3 separate regions of the Capsicum annuum genome follow, and regions 1 and 2 are each linked to region 3. The links are chromatin contacts, called in public Hi-C maps. All regions are on one chromosome and are shown on one strand. The core of a region is the stretch at or near the end of the contact, and the rest is flanking DNA. Distances in the headings are between cores, read along the strand shown.

Evidence for each region. Hi-C and Micro-C count contacts between places; a contact is called where the count stands out from the background.
Region 1: a Hi-C map of leaf shows a contact between it and region 3, with 2.0 times the contacts expected there. The contact joins the enhancer-like site here to the promoter of LOC107863300 in region 3. A contact is called at or near these places in 3 of 5 Hi-C or Micro-C datasets (bud, leaf and placenta).
Region 2: a Hi-C map of leaf shows a contact between it and region 3, with 2.3 times the contacts expected there. The contact joins the enhancer-like site here to the promoter of LOC107863300 in region 3. A contact is called at or near these places in 4 of 5 Hi-C or Micro-C datasets (bud, leaf and placenta).

Annotation. Positions count from the first base shown.
Region 1 is chr3:213,266,806-213,271,497 of UCD10Xv1.1, forward strand. LOC107863298 reads right to left here. Exons shown (of 3, transcript XR_001672163.2): 2 at 3,444-3,601; 3 at 2,713-3,371. Among protein-coding and RNA genes, the nearest start is that of LOC107863298, 6.5 kb to the right of the region's middle. Within about 2 kb of position 2,901, at least 1 of the 5 cell types and tissues checked has an H3K27ac peak or open chromatin away from gene starts, as enhancers often do. A contact at or near this core is called in leaf, where this site is marked.
Region 2 is chr3:213,156,987-213,161,427 of UCD10Xv1.1, forward strand. No RefSeq gene overlaps it. Among protein-coding and RNA genes, the nearest start is that of LOC124897069, 7.0 kb to the right of the region's middle. Within about 2 kb of position 2,080, at least 2 of the 5 cell types and tissues checked have an H3K27ac peak or open chromatin away from gene starts, as enhancers often do. A contact at or near this core is called in leaf, where this site is marked.
Region 3 is chr3:213,220,642-213,225,307 of UCD10Xv1.1, forward strand. It overlaps LOC107863300 (transmembrane ascorbate ferrireductase 1), which reads right to left and starts at 1,888. Exons shown (of 4, transcript XM_016709167.2): 1 at 1,374-1,888; 2 at 57-105. The coding sequence starts at 1,517.

The DNA of each region.
Region 1 (4,692 bases), core at 1,651-4,150, 47 kb after region 3:
TGATTTGGTATTGCATGGTCGTATGTTGACCAGTGTGGGGGTATAAAGTGAGGCCATCACTCGTACCCTAGGGTACGGAAGGAAAGGGTGGTCGTACCCTCCTGCGGGTAGGACTGGGCATAAAATACTGAAAACCGAATTACCGAACCGAATAAAAAAATTTGGTAATTGGTATTCAGTAATTCGGTATTTGGTATGGTATTTGGGAGTGAAATTTTAATATTTCGGTATTCGAGATTGGATTTGGTAAAAGATATTAATACCGTTTGGTATTCGGTATCTACTGAATATATATATATATATATACACAATATGTCTAACCAACTCAATAGACAATAGTATTAGTCAATCCCAAAGAATCTCTTGAACCTTGATAATATATTCGTAAAAAGCAACAATAGGAATACTAAAGAGGATTTCTATTAAATATATTATTTGAAGTTTAAATATACATTTGGACATTTTCAATTTTAATATGGTATTACCAAAAATCGTATAGAACCGAAGCTTAATTTACCGATTATCGAATTACCGAACCGATGTTTATAAGTATGGTATGTGGTATCTACTTTCAAATACCGATTACCAAATTACCAAACCCGAAATTTGAAAATATCAAACCGAATACGGAACGCCCACCCCTACCTGCGGGCATTTAATACAATTTAAGTTGGGGGTACTCTATATATTTTTCCTTATAACTCCTTGGGACTCCCACAACTTAAAACAACTTTTGGTGCTTCATTTAACCTATTTGAAATCACTTAAACACTTAGAAACTATCTCAAAATCTCTCAAGGCTCTTGGGTTAAGGAAAAGCTAGGGTTTCCTCCAAGGTGGTCAATTGAGGCTTTTAGGGGTGATTTCTTCTCATCTTCTTCTCAATCTAAGGCAAGTTACTCCTCCCTCGTTGTTAGTTCCAACTATAGACATGTTTTATGAATTATTTTCATGGCATGAATGTTGTATGGTTTTGGGTTTTCATATATATGTTGGTGGTTTTGGTTATAAATGCTTGGTTATGATTTTCCTATGTTTTAATTGTGGGTTTACATGTTTTAATGGTGGTTTGGATAGTTTGTTGCATGAAAATGGTTAATTGTAAGTGGTTTTGGTTTTGGAAACACTATGCCCCCAAAATGTTTAATAAAATGTCTATGAGAATGTTTTTACTACATTGTTGAAATTTTAATAGAACTATTGCATGGTATAATTTGGTAATGGAACCCTAAATGGTTTAAATGTTTGAAATGGTTAAATGGTAAGGTTTTGGTGGTTATGGTTAGTCTAATTGAAAACCTTGTGAGATAAAAGGGAATCCCCCAAGCAAACATAATAATGATCACTTGTGGGGTACATGGGATTCCCCAAAATCAACTTAATAATGTAATCTATGGGTACGTAAGAATCTCTTCTTCTTCAAAAGGATGGCTAAGGACATTGCTTGCAAGTGATAATAGGTATGATGATACCACTATTTATAGCCTTGGGTAATAATAAATGGATTGGTGGTCTTGGTTATGTGGTAATGGTTTTAATTGGGCAATAATAGTGAGGTGTGATAGCTAACTGTGAAGGTGTGAGTCCAATGGACAGACACTGAAAACTCATGTTTGCCGACATGAGAATTGGTCATGATGACCATATATATGGGGTACATGGGAATCCCCTAAGTTACACTTATATATATGTATTATGGAGGGCGAAAGGTACTTGGGAATCCCCTACTCCTATGGTATCTCTGGTTCATGCGGATACATACATCGGGGCCTGTTCTGGGGGTTATACTGGACCTATATAGCCCGTGGGTGGTACTAGGACGATTAAGTTACACATACCCAAGTTACACTGGATCCATATGGCCACTCTACTCCTCCCACTAGCTATCGAATTAAAGTGGTGAGCTTCCATACTTCGGAAAGCTCCATTTCATATCATGGACATCTTTTCATACTTTGGTTATTTTATGGATATCGATTTTGACTATGGTTAGAGGCATGTCCCAACCGAATATTGTTTTCTTTTGATTAGAGGATTTGTGGAACTACTATAGGTTGGAATGGGCGATGTCCGTTGTGGTGTCAGCCTTAGTATTAGCATTGGTATTGGGATGCTACCATTTTACTGAATTTATGATTTTTCCACCCTCTTACGTTATGTTATGGATAGGAACTTGGTTATTATCTAGATTTTGGTTTGCTTGGGTTGGTCACGGTTATGGAGCTATTCCAGAATCTGGATTGGTACAAATATGTTATCTTGGCATATGTTCGGAATTTCTTCGACTCAGGGTATGCGTTTGGATGGTCGGGTTGGGTAGCAGGGGTGGTCCCTACTGGTTGGACTTGGGTAGCAGGGGTGGTCCCTACTGGTTGGACTTGGGATGCCCATTATGACAAGGCCCTGACTTGGGTCGTGTTAGATAATCCGGCTCATGAAACATTGACACATGTGTTCCTAAGATCTCCTATTGCTAATATGACTTGGTCTTATTTTTATTATTTTGCAGGTTTGAATATAGAAGGATTTCACCTAGAAGAGGTAATCATGTTGTGGTGGAAAGCAGAAGTTACGACAAAAACCTTGAAGTTATACTATAAAGCTTTGCTAAACATTATAGTATGAGGATTATGGAAAATAAGGAACCTGAGCAAGTATGGACGAAAGCATCTCTACACAGTGGATTATTCTGTTAGATTTGCGAGAAATATAGAAATCGAAGAATAAAATGTATTGAGATTCATTGATTGAAGTTAGAAATTGAGAGAATTCAGGCTGCCTTTGGAAACTGTACATAACAGAAAATTATCTAATCTACCTCTAGAAAGTTCATTCTCTGTATATATATATATAACAAATGAATTCAGCCATTGATTTGGGCCGGGTACAGATAGTAATAGTTGGGCCTCGTGTGTCCATTATATCGTAACACCTCCCTCAAGCTGGAGGGTGTCGACACGCCAAGCTTGTGAAGAAGAGAATGGTGAGCAGGACCTAGCAGGGATTTGGTAAGGACATCAGCCAACTGTCCTGAGCTAGCAACATAATGAAGAGAATCAAGTTATCGCGTAGACAATTACGAACATAATAGCAATCAATTTCGATGTGTTTAGTACGTTCGTGAAAAACAGGATTCTTTGCTATACTCAAAGCTACCTGACTATCATAAAATATGGGAACAGGAGAAGAGACATTGACACCAAAATCACCAAGTAGACGAATCAACTAAACAATTTCAGTAACCACCTTCCGAAAAGCTCTATACTTAGCCTCAGCGAAAGAAAGAAAAATGGTAGGTTGCTTCTTCCATTTCCAAGAAACAGGACTGGCGCCAAGGAAGCAAATAAACCCAGTGACAGACCTGCGTGTATCTGGACAAGAAGCCCAATCTGAGTCAAAATACCCCAATAAAGAAAAGTATAAACAATTAGAGAGTAAAATACCCTGATCAGGACATCCCATGAGATAACGTATAACATGTATTGCTGCCAGCATATATGGAATTTGAGGGCATTGTAAACTTAAATATTGCACTGCAAATGAGATGTCAGGCCTCGTGTGTTGAAGAAAATTGAGCTTTCCAACTAGCCATCTAAAGGAGCTAGGATCAGACATTGGGGCACCCATATCAGCAGTCAACTTAAGAGAATAATCCAAAGGATTCATAACAGGGGAATAGTTGTGACAGCTAAACTCGTGAAGTAAATCAAGAGTATATTTGTGTTGACTGACCATATACCCTTGACAATGTGAAGATACCTCCAAACCAAGAAAATAATGCAGGGAACCTAAATCTTTAATCTTGAACTGATTGTTAAGAAAAGATTTAAGAGAATTCAGCTCAAGTAAATCATCCCCAGCAAGAAGTATATCATCAACGTATACAGCTAGAACAACACGGCTAGTGTCAGTACACTTTGTAAACAAAGAATAATCATTCTTACTAGATGAATAACCTCGAGATAATAAGGCTTTAGAAAGTTTTGAAAACCATTGTCTAGACACTTGACGAAGGCCATACAAGGACTTTTTAAGATGACAAGCCAAAGAAGAACAAGAATCTCAAGTAACAATGAGGCCGGGTGGTAATTTCATGTATACTTCCTCATGGATATCACCATGAAGAAATGTGTTATTGACATCCAATTGAAACACTGTCCATACCCTTTTTGCAGCTACAGTAAGAAGACATTTGATGGTGGTAAGCTTAACCACCGGAGAAAAAGTTTCAGTAAAGTCCACCCCTTGTTTTTTAGTATCATCTCGAATGACTAAACGAGCTTTATATCTTTCTATCGAGCCATCAGATTTCAGTTTGATCTTGTAAACCCACTTACATGAAATAACTTTCTTACGAGGGGTAAAAGAGAACTATAACCCAAGTTGAATTAGCCTCAAGAGCTTGAAATTCTTTGTGCATGGCTTCCTGCCAAGCTGGTATAGCAGCAGCCTGATCATAATGTTGGGGTTCATGCAAGTGAACCTTAGTAGATGCAAACTTGGATACAGGAGATTCAAGGTTCGGGGAGTGAATGAAGGAGAAGGCATAGTCTTTTAAGTAAGCAGGTCTGTGAACAGGTTGAGTAGAGTGTCTAGTGAAAATAAAAGGAGGTAATATAGAGGGGGAGGAAGAAGAAGGAATAGCAGCTGGAGGAAGAGAAGAAACAGAAGAAGAGGAGATGGGTATGTCAG
Region 2 (4,441 bases), core at 830-3,329, 63 kb before region 3:
TATCATATATTTTCATTTATTATAATTCTTATCTTTTCAAAAAGTTACAACTTTTTCTAAGATAATTTTATTGAAATAATATTTTTTGGCCTATTCTCACATGTTTCTACTTCTTAATTATACTCATTATTTTTTTATTCACCCCCATAGTAAAACATCAAACTTTGTGGTTGTATCAACTTTGACATATCTCAAACAATTTTAGCATTTTCTTTATAAAGCTTTTTGGGGTTTGAAATTCATTTTCTTTATCAAATTTTTTTTTTTTGCTTGAATTTCATTATATGTACTACATATATGTTAATTTCATGATTGTATGAATCGTGTTAAGAGAAATTATAAGAGAAAAAATATTATGTGTGAGCAAGTATTCGATTCAAATTTTAAAGACATTTCATCACGTAAATCAAAAAAATTCAAGAGTGGTATAAATAAATAGTATAGTATAGTATTTGTTGACGTCCTGTATTGTTTTGATATTAAAGTTGATATCAAGTGATTGAAATTGTTGAAATATTGAATTTATGCTATGATATATGAATTGTATTGCACTGTCTTTATTGATATCAAGTTGAGACCATTTTGTATATATACATATATATTTCAGATGCTAAATGTTTTTTTTATGTTCTTATTAGTCTACATATTAATGATTGAAATGGATATGTATTGTGATCTTCAATTTAATTTATATACTAAATGAAAATGGATTACACAATTATTTCTTTAAGTTCACATTTGTATTAAATGTATTTTATTATTGTGAAAATTGATATAAAAAATCGTGTTGACTAAATTTTGTGTATAATTTATTTTTTTTATGTGTGAAACAGTATTCAAAGAAGTATTCAATTGATTTCTGGTTTTAAATTAAATTGACAAGGTATATAAATGATATAATTTGAAAATGTAAATAATATTTTTCAACTATATAGTTACGAGCTATACATATTCCACCATTAAAAGCATGTAAGAAATATATTTAAAATATCTAATACAATATTATAATGTAATAAAATAAATTAAGAAATTATTAAATCAACATTTGAAAAGATAAAAATCATTTTTTTGTATTATTTAAAAATTAATCCTAGAAAATTTTCTTAATTAGAAAAAAATTAAAGTAAAAAATCGACACAAAGCATGAATTATAAATACTATCTTCCATAATCAGATTATTATTTTCGAAGTAAATAAAATTTTTATTTTAGTGAAATTTGGATTTAAAAAGAAAAAAGAAATATAAATAGGGTATTTATGCGGAAAGAATCGATTGATTGATAGTAAAGCACAATTAAAATAGAATGAGTCAACAAAATTGGAGAAATTTGAGGGATTGATATTTATTACAAACAAATTTTATGAAATAAGATTATCCAATTTTTTATCAACTGCCAACTATTTTTGGGGTATGAAACTTTTTTTTCTTATTTGTAATATGTATTTTAAATTTTATTAAAATAAAAATATTTTTCTCTTTTCCTTTTTTATTTAAAAAATTTATTATAAATTGCAATGTAAAAGATTTTGCTATATCTTACATTGAGAACCATTTAAGAATGTTTATTTAATTTATTTTTTTTCCAAAATTTAACTCAACAAAAAAACATTTTGTATTTTCCAATATAATGTTTGTTCAGATGTTTGTTCTTTGGGGCCCGTGAAACGCGTCGCAACTTTTGGGGTATGGTGGGCCTGACCGCAGTATTCTTGGGGGCGAAGCATCACAAATGGCCCCATTCCCTTGAATTGGATGTCTTTAGTTTTTGTTTTTCATTACTTTAAGCAATAAAAAAGCAGTTAAACATATGTAAAAGTACCATAAATTCAATTTTTTTTTTGAGCTAATTACTTCCCTTTTAAAGTTTTTTTTTTTTTTAAATTATGAAATAATTTTGATTTAGTCCACAGATATATATAATATTTTTTTAAATATATTACTTTATTTTATACGGATACATAAATAATGTTACGTGGATACATTGCTGACGCTTACCTTGAGAAGAGTTTTGCAAATTTCTAATTGCGAAGGTTTTAACTTGAGATTATCGTTACATAAATTCTTTGAACATTGAACACACAGCTAGCTGAACCACTTTATGAAAAACTTTCTGGAAATATTCTTACATTTTTTAAAAATAAAATAAAATTAAAAGCATTTGTATAATAAGAGGAATACACGTTAAACTTCAAATTATCAAGTTTTATTTTACATTTATCTTGTGTAAGCTGAAGGATGAAAAAATGCAAGAAGGATGGATAATGCCTCCTTTTGAATTTGGTTTGTTCTACAAATAAAAGTTTTGTAAAGGAAGCTGAATAAGCTATTGCTAAAGGTGTGATTCTTTTAGCACCTTTATCCTTTTCCTTTTCTTCTTTGGCTTTATGTATTATTGTTCTTTTTTTTCTTTTTAGTTAATTGAAAAACTATACATGCATGTGGTACTTTTCAAACACCACTTTTCTCTCTATTTTTTTTCTGATTGATTTAAATTTTGACTATGCGTCAGATCATTACAAAAATATTTATACCATCACGTTACTTAAAGACCTATTGGGTTATTAAAAGGTGTCAATGAAAAATAAAAAAATAATTTTTTTTTTTGAAAAGACACTAAGAGAAAGGATGCAATTTGAATATACCTTTTCGGATTGAATGCTTATGACCTTTCTAATGGGTTGCGACTTTTCGAAAAGTTGCACCTTTACGAAGGGGTGCACTGTTCTGAACCATTACTTCTCTTCATGAAGCAACACCTGACTATAAATACCTGAATTTCTCCCCAGGTAAAGATAATTTTTTTAGAGTTGAAAACATTCTTCTTCTTCTTAAAAACTCTCTTGTGATCATCAAACTATTGAGTGCGTTCGAAGTTTCTGAAAGTTTGAGGTACCATTACTTTCAGAAAGTGAACCATTTTATCCTGGGAGGAAAGATTCCATAACCTTAGATGCTTGAGGGGAATAAATCCCTTAAGGACACACAGTGAAGTCGGTGGACTTGGTTCTTAAATTTCTGCTTCATCTTCATTTCTTAATAGTTGATAAACACTTCATTTGATAGTTCATTTGATTATTCATTTGAACTAATGTTTGAAGGTGTTGAACTTCATTGTAGTTCTTGAAAACTTATTCTTGAACTTAGTTTGAAGTTTGTATAGAAAACATACATATTTTGTACTCGCCAGAAAAACAATCTAAGGAATTTATTGAATTATTTTTTTTTGTGCTTGTTTAGTGAATTTTTTTTTTTCACCATTTATAAATAAAGTAATTTTATAATCTGTATTGCTTGATTTCTAGAGATTAAACCTTATTGCTTTCTACGCCATGTGAACTTAACAACTGATTTGAAGACATAAAAACTTCATCACAAGTTAAAGGTCACTCAGTTAACGATTAGAAGAACATAAAAATTTCATCGTTAAACTAGAAACAAGAGGTGTCTAAAGTTCTTACAACTTTATAACTAGTATTTTGATATACTAAGTTGATTGTATTTTTGTGACAGAAAAATGACTACTGATGGTCATGCAACTGATGGTGTGACAAGTTTAGCAGCAACAAATGTTGCTACAACAAGCTGCACAAGTGCTACGCTCGCAATGGCACCTACGGAGAAATTCAAAAAAAAATTGAGTGTAGATTTTAAACACTGGTAGCAGAAAATGTTCTTCTATTTGAAAACTTCATGTCTTCAAAGGTTCATATTTGAAGATGCTCCAGAATTTCTCAAAAAAAAACATCGGACAAGGAGCGATTCGTTGTAATGGAGGCATGGAAACATTTGAATTTCTTATGCAAGAATTATATCATTAGTGGCCTCCAAGACGATCAGTACAATGTGTACAGTGGAATGAATACTTTGAAAGAGTTGTGGAATGCGTTGGAATGAAAGTATATAACTGAGGATGCGGGAACTAAAAAGTTCTTTGTTGCAAGGTTCCTTGACTACAAGAGGATTGACCGTAAAACTGTTGTATCTCGAGTATAAAATTACAAGTAATCATCCACAATCTCCTTACTGAAGGTATGAATATAGTAAATATCTTATTTGAACATGTTAAGTGTGTTCTTAATACTCACATAACCTTTGATGTAGGTTTGACTGTGAATGAGGCCTTTCAAATGACAGCCATAATAGAGAAGTTGCCACCCTTGTAGAAAGACTTCAAAAATTACTTGAAACACAACAGGAAGGAGATGTCAGTCGAAGACCTCATTGTGAGGTTATGCATTAAGGAAGACAACAAGCCGCCGAGAAAAGGTCGAAAGAAAACTCTTCAATCAGTGGAGCCAATATTGTAAAGGATGATCCTAACAACTCGAAGAAATGAAAAAAGCAAGACAATAAAGCAATTTGCCAAAGAATAAATTTAAGGGGAAGTGCTTTAATTGTGGCAAGGTTGGCCACAAATCAGTAGATTGTCATGCCCAAAGA
Region 3 (4,666 bases), core at 638-3,137:
TGGCATAATAAAGAAAAAGGAAAAAAAGCGAAAAGGTCTATAAACATCTCAATTACCTTCTCCCCCAAGTATAATGAAGCCAATAAGCATCAATACCGGGTGAATCTGGAAAACAATAACGAGAGAGAAAAGATGAAGATATACATTCATGAAAATACAATAGCAGGAAAAGATGACACTTTAAGCAGTGTATCAGTACTACTTAAAGTAGGCAAAGCTAAACTTCTATTTACTTTGCTAGAAGAAATCTGGAAGTGATAGTTGAGATTGTAGTTTTATACAAGCTGAATCTGTAACACGAAAGTCTCATAATGTAATCTTCTTTGTGGAGGTAATTCACTACCATTAGCGTTAAGTTTCATAACTTATCTGAACTTTCATCCAGCAATATTGTGCAACTAAAAATTTCCACCACTATTGTAGGAGGGACACAAGGCATCCCGTTCTCCTAAGAGCATTGAGTGTTAGGTATGTCTAGACACTGAACAATAAACTCTCTGATTTCCCTAAATTTTGGATCAATTAATGACTCGTAAAATTACAAACTTTTTGATTTCCATAACTAACAATCACTACTTCTATGGTGTTGGATCACTGAAAGCATCATGATGAATCAGACCCCTCATTTGTTCAACCCGGTGTTCTATATTTTAGAGTCAACTTGCTCCTTGAATAGAACACAGAGGGGTAGTTAACTACCCATAAAGAGGATGTCAACTTCAAATTACAATATTAATTTCATTTCAATTTGTTCGTCTTACTTTCTGTTTTGGTCCGTTCAAAAAAGCATGTTTCCTTCCCTTTTTGGCCAACTATTTAATTTTTTTTTTCCTCACGGCATGTTTAACATCACAAGATTATAGATAATTTTGTACGTTCTACTTATGTTTAATCCGAGACCACGAGATTAAAAGTTTTCTTTACTTTCTTAAACGTTGTACCAAGTCATAATCAGACAAGCAAATTGAAACAGAGGGAATAAAAAAGAACAATCCAGGTAGGGAAAACGAAGATCATCATAGCATTCAGACTTTTCACAAATCAACCCAATTGGCAAACAACACGAAACATTTTTGTTCGAATTTCTAGCTGTAATTATCTCAAATATGTTTAAGGAAGAAAAGAAATAGATTCAATTTCTATCAGCCTGTCAAAACCATTAGGATCCACTTCATTTAACAAAAAAAAAACAAGAATCATATTTCATCAGTCTCAAGTAGAGTTGACAAATTTTCAAACCAAATCTTGATATAACACACAGAATGATAAAAATTGCCAACAAAAGCAAAAATATATTAAGAGAACACGATTCTATATATTATAATCATGTCAGAGATAAACATGAACATAAAAGGAGAGGGGGGCTTGCTTACATTAAAGATGAGATTTTTGTTTTCAGCTTCCCAAGCCAAGCCACCCCTAAAGTGAATACACCAAACTAAGACCATAATAGCAGCAATTAAGGCAAGAAAGTGTGCCCCAAATGAAAAAGGCAGTGCTTTCAGCCCTGTTGCCATCTCTGTTCTTCTTCTCTTAAGACGTGCAACTAGAGAACAACGCACAAAATATGGAGTTTCTGTTATCCTATTTCTCTCTCTCTCTCTCAACTGCCTTTAGCCTTATTTTATTTTACATTTGTTGGGGGAAAGTTGGATACTATCCCTGAAGGGTCGTTTGCGGAAGGAATAAGCAAAAAAGGAATAAGCAAAATAATTTGGGATAAAATTTTGAATTAATTTTATTTTATATTTACTATAAGGTATTATTTAATTTTAAAATTATTTTATTCTACTATTTATATTAAAATAATAAAATTACTATCGCAGATGAAGAATGAGATAAAATAATTTCATGATATCTGTACCAAATGATTCATGTATTAGTGAATGAGGGGAGAATGAGTATCTCATTTTGTTAGTTAAATACTATAATATTGACTATAATGATTACTTAAATTTTATACTCTTTTCTCAACTTTAACTTCTTGCCAAAAATAATCTTTAAGCCGTCGCAAAGATAACGATGCTCTCTGGGTCATATGTGGATCATAAACACGTGGCATATTTTTATTGGTTAAGACCTCATCCCACGTGTTTCGTGCTTACTGCTGCAAATGTTGCCTTTAATATTTCAAGGATTCACACGTGACAGATAATCATAAGTCCAAATAGGAATAGTAGTAAATTTGACTTTTTCGAATTATGTGCAATCTATGTAGAAAAAAGGAACACGTTGGTGGTGGTAGGTGGGGTGGGGGGGGGAATTTTATGATGGTTGAGGTGCAACCAACATTATTTCTTTCTCTCTAATACTTCTTTTTCTCTTCTTTATATTTTAATATAATAACAATTTCTTTATTTTTAATAATTCTATTTTACACAAAATTTTATAAGTATAATGAATGATCCTAATTCAAATTTTATCACAAACAGCTTAGTACTAAACAAAATAACTTATATATGTTTTTTTTTAATATTTCCTAATAATTCTTTTTCTCATTTTTGTCTTTCAGAATTTATAATTTAAGATTTCTAATAAGTATTTATTAAGTTAATTTCTTAAATGGTCATTTAATTCAATGAAATCATCTAATAAAATTATTTATTATTATTTTATTCAATCGGGCTATTTAAATTAATATATTTATCTTACAATGTGACAATGAAATTAAAACTCCACTTATATATTATAACAATTTATTTATTCAGAATATTAAACTATCTGAATTACAATCTATTTAATATATTAAATAACTTAGTAACCAAAACAATTTTCCTTGCTTAATTGGGTAACGAACAAGTTAGTATAAACTAATTATATAATAGATCAGTTTAGAACTGAAATAAATTACCCTTTAAAAACATAAAATAAAATAAAAGGCATAAATAATAATAATAATAATAATAATTGTTATAAGCGCTCAAACTAAATAGTTTCACCATAATAAAACCACATGATATTAATATCACCAAAGAATGTGGTACGATGGATGAGGTTGCTCCTCTTTTAACCAGAGGTCTCGGATTTGAGTCCTAGGTATGAAAAAATCTTTGATAGGGAGCATTTTCCCCCAAATGGGACTTTACGCGGCGCGAATCTGAATTAGTCATACTCCAATGCGAGTACCGGATGAAAAAAAAAACATGATTTTAATGTAAACCAAACTAAACTAATAAATAATTTCAATAAATATACTTTTAAAATATTAAATTTGATTATTTAAAGTAGCAAAGACAGCTTGAAAGTCATTCATGATAAATTCACTGGAGGTGTGAATCAATATTGAAAGACTATTATTTTTTTTCATCTTAATTCTGTTTTTTCCTTCTTTTTTTTTTGGTCTTTGTAACAATTAAAATGAGATTGATTATAATTTTGTAAGAATTTAATGAGATTTTAAGATTCAAGACATAAAAAATAAAATAAAGCGTAATTAAAAAAAAAGTGCATATATTAAGGATGCTACTTACAAACTATCCTATTTTCTAAGTGGGTTTTTTAATTCTATTGGTACCTGTAAGATAAATATATTAATCTAAATAACCTTATTGAATAAAATAATGATAAATAATTTTACTATATCATTTCATTGCCTTTTAAAAATTAGAAAAAAAATTACTATGATAATTTAAATATGGATGACTTTTTATATGATAAATAAATAAAAGAGTGATTTATGTGTGATAAACTTTTAAGTTAAGATAATTTATAGTAATAAAAAAATAAAAATATTTTCTGTATGATAATTTTTTCACCCTATTTTATTCATGTTATTTGATTTTGTGTAAATAAATTAAAAAATAAAAAAGTATGGCATTCCAATAAAAGTGAAAAGGATAATAATCACACAAAACCCACAATGTGCACATGTCAAATTATGAGAAGCCTCACACAAATATGACATGACATACCTCATCCACCATAAAAATTTTCTTAGGTAGGTGGATTCTTTGGTTATTAAATTCATGGTTCATTGGATAGAATGCATGACTAAAAGTATTTTTTTTTTTTGAGGGGGGGGGGGGTTGGTTGGAAAATAAGTTATACTGATATTATTAATTTTGGAATTAGTTATTTTGAGATTAGTTATACCATCCGTACACATTATTTGAATGGTGGTTTCCCTCGTATGGTATTGTATGGTTACTAAGGGGTCGTTTGCTAGAGTGTATAAGAATAATGCAAAATATGATGTATTAGTAATGTTTGTATTAACAATGTTTGTGTTAGCTATACTTGCATTACTTATGCTTGTATTTTTCTTGTGTAGTGTTTGATTCGATGTATTAAAAATAACATATTTCTATTTTTTTTTATACATAATACCCTCAATATATATGTTGAAAATGGTGCAAAAAATTTTTTGAGGGATAATAGTATCTTTAAGCATGTTAATGTATGCATTAGATCCATTGCATTACTAATGCCATGAATTTTGAGGCATTAGTAATACACACCTCAATACACAATAGAGTATATAACTACTGCAAATATTAGTTATACATAGGGTAAAAAGATATACCAAACAAGATACTACTAATACACATTAAACTAATGCATGCATTAACTTTTCAATACACTCTCTACCAAACGACCCCTAAGGGAATCATGTTTGTTTTGATTGTTTCTTAAAATGTACGGTGTGATATGATTTAATTTCATGGTT